Regions from separate parts of the Urocitellus parryii genome. Here region 1 is linked to region 2. The links are chromatin contacts, called in public Hi-C maps. All regions are on one chromosome and are shown on one strand. Each heading gives the region's core, a stretch centred on a gene start, on an enhancer-like site or on the middle of the called end of the contact. The rest is flanking DNA. Distances are from core to core; before and after follow the strand shown. Region 1 holds the start of App (amyloid beta precursor protein). Region 2 holds the start of Atp5pf (ATP synthase peripheral stalk subunit F6).

Region 1 (3,395 bases), core at 419-2,918, 380 kb after region 2:
CTGTCAAGCAAACAACTTCCAAGCATCTTCAGATAAAAAGAAAAATAGTCTTTTTGCTCAGGCGTTAGCTGAATGTTCCAGAGTTGGGTGAATGGGGAAGACTTGTTATACACCTAGTGGTGGGTGGATTTCACCAGGCTGCAGCCTCCACACAGCTTTTCTTTGCTGCACTGCAGAGGCGCCATCTTCTCCGTCTTAATCTTCACTCTGTTCAACCCTTTTATCTGCACCCTAAAAAAAGGAGCCTGCGGACTCTCCCCACCATCCTGCGCCCTCAGGGGGTCTAAACCAGAATCCCCAGAGCTGCCAGGGAGGAGGCCGCGCCTTAATCAGACAAACGTCCCCTTTGATGCCCAGGAGGGGTGAGATCCTGCTTCCCACCACCCGCCACTGCCCTTTCCAGTCGCGCACCCCACTCTCCGGTATTTCTCCCTAAGGACTTTAGAGCCCAGCACGGAATGAAAGCACAGCGGTGATCCAAGGATGTGAAGAAGAGCGACCCCGAGGCTCCGCCGGGAGGCCCCGGCAGCGCCCCAGCCCCCTCTGGGGCAGACGCGCGGCGCTGGGAAGGGAGCTTTGGTGGCTCACAGACTACCGCGGCTCAGCCACCGCGCCCGGACGGCGAGGGCGGGGTGCCGCCGCTTTTGTTCCAGGGGACTTTCTCCCTGGCTGGGAGAAGCTTGAGGGTGCGAATGAACGCCCGGGACGTCCGGGCTTAGGGAAGGTGCTGTGGCCGCTGGTCTCCGACCCCTCCCATCTCTCGCAACTTACACAAAAGGGAGACGCGGAAATGTACAAAGTTTGCCTGCGGAAGGCGGTGCGCGACCCTGGCGCCAGCGCCAGCTAGGGTTGTTCGCAGGCTGCCACCGCCAGCGACCGCGAACAGGAACAGGGATGAAGGCGACCAAGAGGGGTGGAAGTAGGAAGAAAAGGTGAAACGCGTGGCATGGGCAGAAAGAAGCCAGGAGACCTCCAGCTTCCAGAGGGGTTCCAACTCCTCCACCCGGGGGCCCGAGAGAAAGGGAAGGGCAGCCACTGAAGGCTCCCAGACTGGATCCGGGGACTCTGCGTTTTCGGTTTTCCACACGTGCTCCCTTCCCCTTCTCCCCCATCTGGATGTCTCTCGCCTCCCTGGACCCTGATCACGAGACAGGGCTGAGTCAGGGTCTGGGATCAGCGACTCCCCCTCCCCTTATCGCCCAGAGCTGGCGGGGACCAGGGGAGCCCCGCGCCTCGCCCGCTCGGTCTCCGCTGACCAGGGCGCGCGTCCCCGGGGCAGGGCTGGGCCGGAGGCGGGGATGCGCAGGGGGCCCGCGAGCGGGGGTGGCGGGGAGAAGGGCACTCTTAGCAGCCCCCTGCTTCTCAGAATTAAAGACTTGGGGGGATCGTATCCCCACCATGCTCTCCTTCCCCCTTCCAGGGCACAGCACCCACCTCCAGCGCGCGAGCCGTCCAAGCGGCCAGCAGAAGCAGAGCCAAGCTGGGCAGCATCGCGACCCTGCGCTGGGCACCGAGTGCGCTGCTGTGCGAATGGGATCCGCCGCGCCCTTGCTGTGCTCGAGTCTCCTCCACCGTCTCTGGTGGCCCAGCGATCGCACTGGTCCGGGTGCTCTCGTCTACCGCTGCCGAGGAAACTGACGGAGCCGGAGCGCAGCGGCGGGGCTCCGAGCCCGGAGAGTCAGCTGATCCGGCCCACCCCGCTCGGCACCCGAGAGAGACCCCTAGCGGAGCCTCCGCGGAGCTGCGCCCGCTGGCACCGGGAGGGGTCCGCGCCCCCGGCGCCCACAGGTGCGGCGCCTCTGGCTCCCCACGCGCCTCCCCGACCCACCACTCACCGCCCACCAGGGCTCGGGGAACCGCAGGAGGGAGAGTCTGGGGCCAGGGGAGGGACGGTACAGGATCAGGGAAAGGTGAGTCGTAGGACGTTTGGGGCTCCAGAAAAGTCGGGAGCGCTCCCGCTCGTCCCCGTGAGCTTGAATCATGCGACCCCGCAGGCCTCTTGGGATGTCGTATATAGGGCTGCTGCTGGGGTGCGTTTTTATCCGCATTTCAGTTTTTGTCTGGGTTCGGAGAGGTGGGGCAAGCCTTTCTGGAAGAGAACAGGAGCAATCGACGCTTAAAGGAAACAGGATTTTTTTGCTTGTTGAGAAAGCAAAAACCTTGGGGGTTTTTTTCCGTCAAAAGCAGCTACGGACAACCTGGAATTTCTATCTTTAGAACGATCGAAAGGAGATAGATAGACGCGGGACCTGGGAAAGAAGCAGGCGACCCATTTTCTCCTCCTGGAAAGCAATATTTTTGTTTTTTGGAGTTTTTATGTTTTATTCTCTTATTATTTACGTGTGCGCGCTCGCGCGTTTAGAGGAGATAGGAATTGGGGGGCATATATCAGGTAGGAATGTAACATCTCAGATGGAGATAAAGTAGAAGTTATGACGGAAGAGATCTTAAGAGGTAATTCTTGTTCTATCCCGTAACTGAGGACTTCCGACCTCAAATTCTGGCCCTGTTCTTCATTGTCTGTCCTATATTACAGAAATGAACCTTATGCAAAGCCACTTAATCCTAGATAAAGAAAAACTGTACAATGCCCAGTGTCCAGTTAGTGTACAATGGTCTAGAACTGCCCGGATATACCCTTTTCTGACCTGAAGTGGTGTCTGTCACCAAGCTACAGCCCACTTGGTACTGATGGGAGAGAAAAAAAGCCAGGGAGTGCTGTGGCCCTTCTTAGGGCTTCACTGCAAATGGCCTCTTCTCTCTCCTGCTCATTGCTCCTGCTCTGTGGAGTGATGGCTCAGCCAGAGGCTGCCCACTTCTGCTCTGAGAAGTCAGCATTTACCTGCCAGCTCCAATAAATGTTGTCATCTACTCTATACATTCAGTCCTGACCTTTGGATTACTTTTTGTCCTGAATGACCTAAAATAAATAAATAAATAAATATGCATATATATGTGTGTATATATATATATATATATATATATATATATATGTATTTTTATATATTACCATATATATTTATATATATATTATGCAATATTTGTTTTCATGGTTTATGTCATTCACCTACAAAAACAAATGAAAACATTGCTATGATATTACTATGATTATTTCCACTCATAAGTCAGGAAGCCAGGGGTTGGGGACTATCCTCAAGAGTGCCAGTTTTTCATTTGAGAAACCTTGGCGCGCGCGCGCGCGACACACACACACACACACACACACACACACACACACACACACACTAAGTTGGGACTGCAGGGGAAAGACTAAGGTGAAAAAAAATTCAATTGTTGACCTTCCATACCATACTGCTTCCCAAATGCATGTACCCACCACCAGGATTCTGTTTATCTGAGGTTTGTATGAGCAAAGAAGGCATCTAAAACAGAGG
Region 2 (3,286 bases), core at 45-2,544:
CCTTCCTGCAAACTTAAGAACATGCCTAACACCCAGCAGTAATGTAACATCTGTTCAGCCCTCCGTATTTTGCAAAGTACTACTTCATATATCCCCTCCTTGTAACTCTGAAAAAAAGATACTTAAAGAGTTTACAGAAAGGTGTTCTTACCCCTGCTTTACAGATGATAATATTATTTATAAGAAAGTTTATTAAATTGCTCACATCCTCACAGTTAATATGCTCTAAAGCTAACCACAAAGACGTCATTCCTACAACAACTTGGGTGAAATTTCTATCACCTAAGTACCAATGACTCCCAAATAACATCTTTTTCCTGAAGCCTCACAACATATAATGAATAATATTCTACAGCTCTCATGACCTAAATCCTACACTCACCCCAAAAATGAACCCGTAATCCTTCTTATCAAAACTTGTTGCTCCTCCATCACGTCCTTTCATTTTTCTGATTTAATAATAAGTGTGCATAACCCACCATCACGAGGACATATCAGTACACAAATAGGTGTAATACCACATGTGATAAAATTACTTATTCAAGTACTAGCAGAGCCTATGTTAAGGACCTAACGTAAAAAGAATGGGAAAGGCATTAGCAAGAGGGTACTGGAGCCCTGGCAGTCCTTGCCAATGGGAGGTAGCACGGGTAGCCTATTTATAGTGACCGACCAGTCAAAGGCTAGTTCTTTTGTTGTCTCTGCAGTACCCAATTCACAAAGCTGCCTAACGAAATGTTAGGCACCCTCTCACAATTTTTAGGTGAGATGCACAATTTTGGGATTACCAACTGCCTCTTTCCCTTTTATGGTGCACGACCTGCCCAGTGCATAGTTCAGAAGATTCTCCCGCGTGCCCTGGGCGCCGACAGGTTTGGCAGCAGAGACCCGCCTGCCTGACCTTGGACTGCCCCGACCGAGCTTCAGACTCACGATCCCCCCGCTTCCCTTCCTCCCACGTTCGCCTGCGGGGAAGGTATTATCGATCTTATTTTGGGGTCTATGGCAAACTTCAAGGCCTAGAAGCGCGGAGTTCGGTTGTGACCCTGCGCCATGCCACGAAGGTGCCAGGCACACAGACTGCTTTCTCCTCCTACTAGAGAAGAGGTTACAGGCTGCCCCGGCTGTGTGAAGAAACCCAGAATCGCAGTCCCAAGGGGCCAAGCCGGACTAGCTACCGTCCCAGTCACCTTGCACTCAGTCCCGAGCTGCCAGAGCCACCGACGCCGCCACAGTTCTACTTCCGGCCCTGGCTCCGCCCCTCCCCGCCTACCAGCCATCGCAATGCATTATGGGCGGCCATTTCAGTCGTTCGACGCTCACCGGACAGGAAGCGTCTCGGAGACAGTCTGCGACCGGACGGCTGTAGGTGAGACAGAAGCCAAACAGGAGGAGGAAGTGGAGGGTAAGTGCTTCCGGGTCCCCTGGCGAAGACTCCGCCATCTTTCCTTCGCCTAAGTTGACCTGTCTTTTTTCCTCTTGGAAACATTGTTTTGAACGCATGCGCACTTTGGCCTTTCACCCCAGTTCCAGCCCTCCCCGCCCACCCCCGAGTCAGTGTCCTGTTTCTTGAGGTTGTTGAGATGTATACAGTGCAGGGAAAGTGAAAAAGTGTAAAACAAGTTGGATTGGGGCGTTGTGCCTCGCGGGCCTCCGTTGCCTCGGGCGTTCGCTTCGCATGCCCTGCTGGGAGTTGTAGTCCTGAACCCGGGGGTGCCTGGGAGGCGGGAGAGGGCTCGGGGTTTCTCAGCGCCTATTCCGCGGGAAGGGCCCAGGGACCTCACACTTCGAGTCGCGGAAGCTTCAGGTCTTACCCGGAGAGAGGCTGCACGTGGAGCCCGCGCTGCTGCCGTTCTCGGGCGGCTCTGGAGCGCGGGCGAGGGCGACAGGGCCCATTCCGGAGCGGGTGAGTGCGGCCGCGGGGGAGGAGGGGAGCGCGGGCCTGCGCGGGCCGGCCTCGTTCCGGGGCCTTTTCCCCCACAGCGGCCCCCCCGCGGCCGCCTCTGTGTTTTGTTTCCGCTGGTCCCCGGCGCTGTGACTCCCATTTCCGTTCGTGGAGACTTGAGGGAGACGGGCGGGGAGGGGCAGGAGAGGCTGTGCGGGTAGCGGAGGGGAGGGGCGGGGGGCGAGCTGCGCGGGGGGCCCGGGATCCCGCGCGCCTCAGCGACCCTGGCAGTACTTGCCGCCTGTCGCGGTTTCCTATGCTTCTGTACGCTCTTGGCCGGTCGCAGTCGGCCGTGCTCTGTCTCTGTGGTGGGGGCATTCCTGACGCCCCCAGGATTTCACAGGAAGATGCACACCCGCTCTCGTCTTCGCTTCAGATCCATTTGTCAATATAGAATTGTCTCACGGTTGCACCAAAACCATTTGTTAGTCTATGCGAGCACCATTTTTTTTTTTTAACAAGAAAGGAACTAAGGGGATAATAGTGGGTTAATGTAGCTTGCCAACTTTTTTTTTTAGTTTTTGTGTAATGCGATGTGCGTGTTTGGATTTAGGGAATCGTAGTTGTTTAGGTTAAGGGTAGAGAGGACCGTCCCCAATATTGCATTGCAAAATGATGAGTAGTAATTTAGAAATAAAGTCCATTGCATGAGCGTCAACCAGTAGTAAGTATAACTGATGGCAGGAGAAAAGTTTAGAAGGTATTTACTTATGGTTAACATTCTCAGGTACTATGTTGCCTTAAAACTTAAAGCGGTTATCTCTTTAGCGCCTACTTTAAGGGAATATCCTCTCTAAGGATTTGATCAAGGATTTCCAAGCTTGATTATTTTTATACATACCCTAGTGCTGGGTGAACTTAGAACTGTTTTACATGGATTGTATATATGGGAGTATATGTCATGACTGGTGTATGGTCTTGAGATAACAAATACTGATCGAGATGTTAAATTGAAAGCTAGTCATGGGGGCATAAATAGGCCTAGTACTAAATTAAAACTCTTGGCTTTAGTTGTCCCGTAACTCTTTCTTTAAAAAAAACTTCAAACTTATAGACAAATTGAAAAAAAAAATCATGCAGTGAACACCCATATACGCTTCACCTGCGGGTCATCAGCTGTTAACCTTTCACCATGTTTGCTTTCTCTCTGTATATACACACCTGTGTGTTTTTCTTTATTATTAGTTGAAGATGGCCACATATGTGGTGCTAATGATCAAACCCAGTGCCTCCGACGCGCTAGGCAAGTGCTCTATCACTGAGCTACAATCCTAGCCTGTGTGCTTTTTCTTAATGTTGATTTTATTCTTTAGAATAAAATGTCTTTTAATTTTCTCAGGT

Evidence for each region. A called contact is a pair of places that touch in the nucleus more often than the background predicts.
Region 1: a contact with region 2 is called in a Hi-C map of muscle, with 4 times the contacts expected there. The contact joins the promoter of App here to the promoter of Atp5pf in region 2. A contact is called at or near these places in 2 of 2 Hi-C or Micro-C datasets (liver and muscle).

The regions. Positions count from the first base shown.
Region 1 is chr2:209,587,468-209,590,862 of mUroPar1.hap1, forward strand. App (amyloid beta precursor protein) reads right to left here and starts at 1,669. Exons shown (of 15, transcript XM_026396151.2): 1 at 1,435-1,669. The coding sequence starts at 1,491.
Region 2 is chr2:209,211,207-209,214,492 of mUroPar1.hap1, forward strand. It overlaps Atp5pf (ATP synthase peripheral stalk subunit F6), which reads right to left and starts at 1,295. Exons shown (of 4, transcript XM_026411730.2): 1 at 1,191-1,295. The coding sequence starts at 1,280. It overlaps Gabpa (GA binding protein transcription factor subunit alpha), which reads left to right and starts at 1,318. Exons shown (of 10, transcript XM_026411711.2): 1 at 1,318-1,405.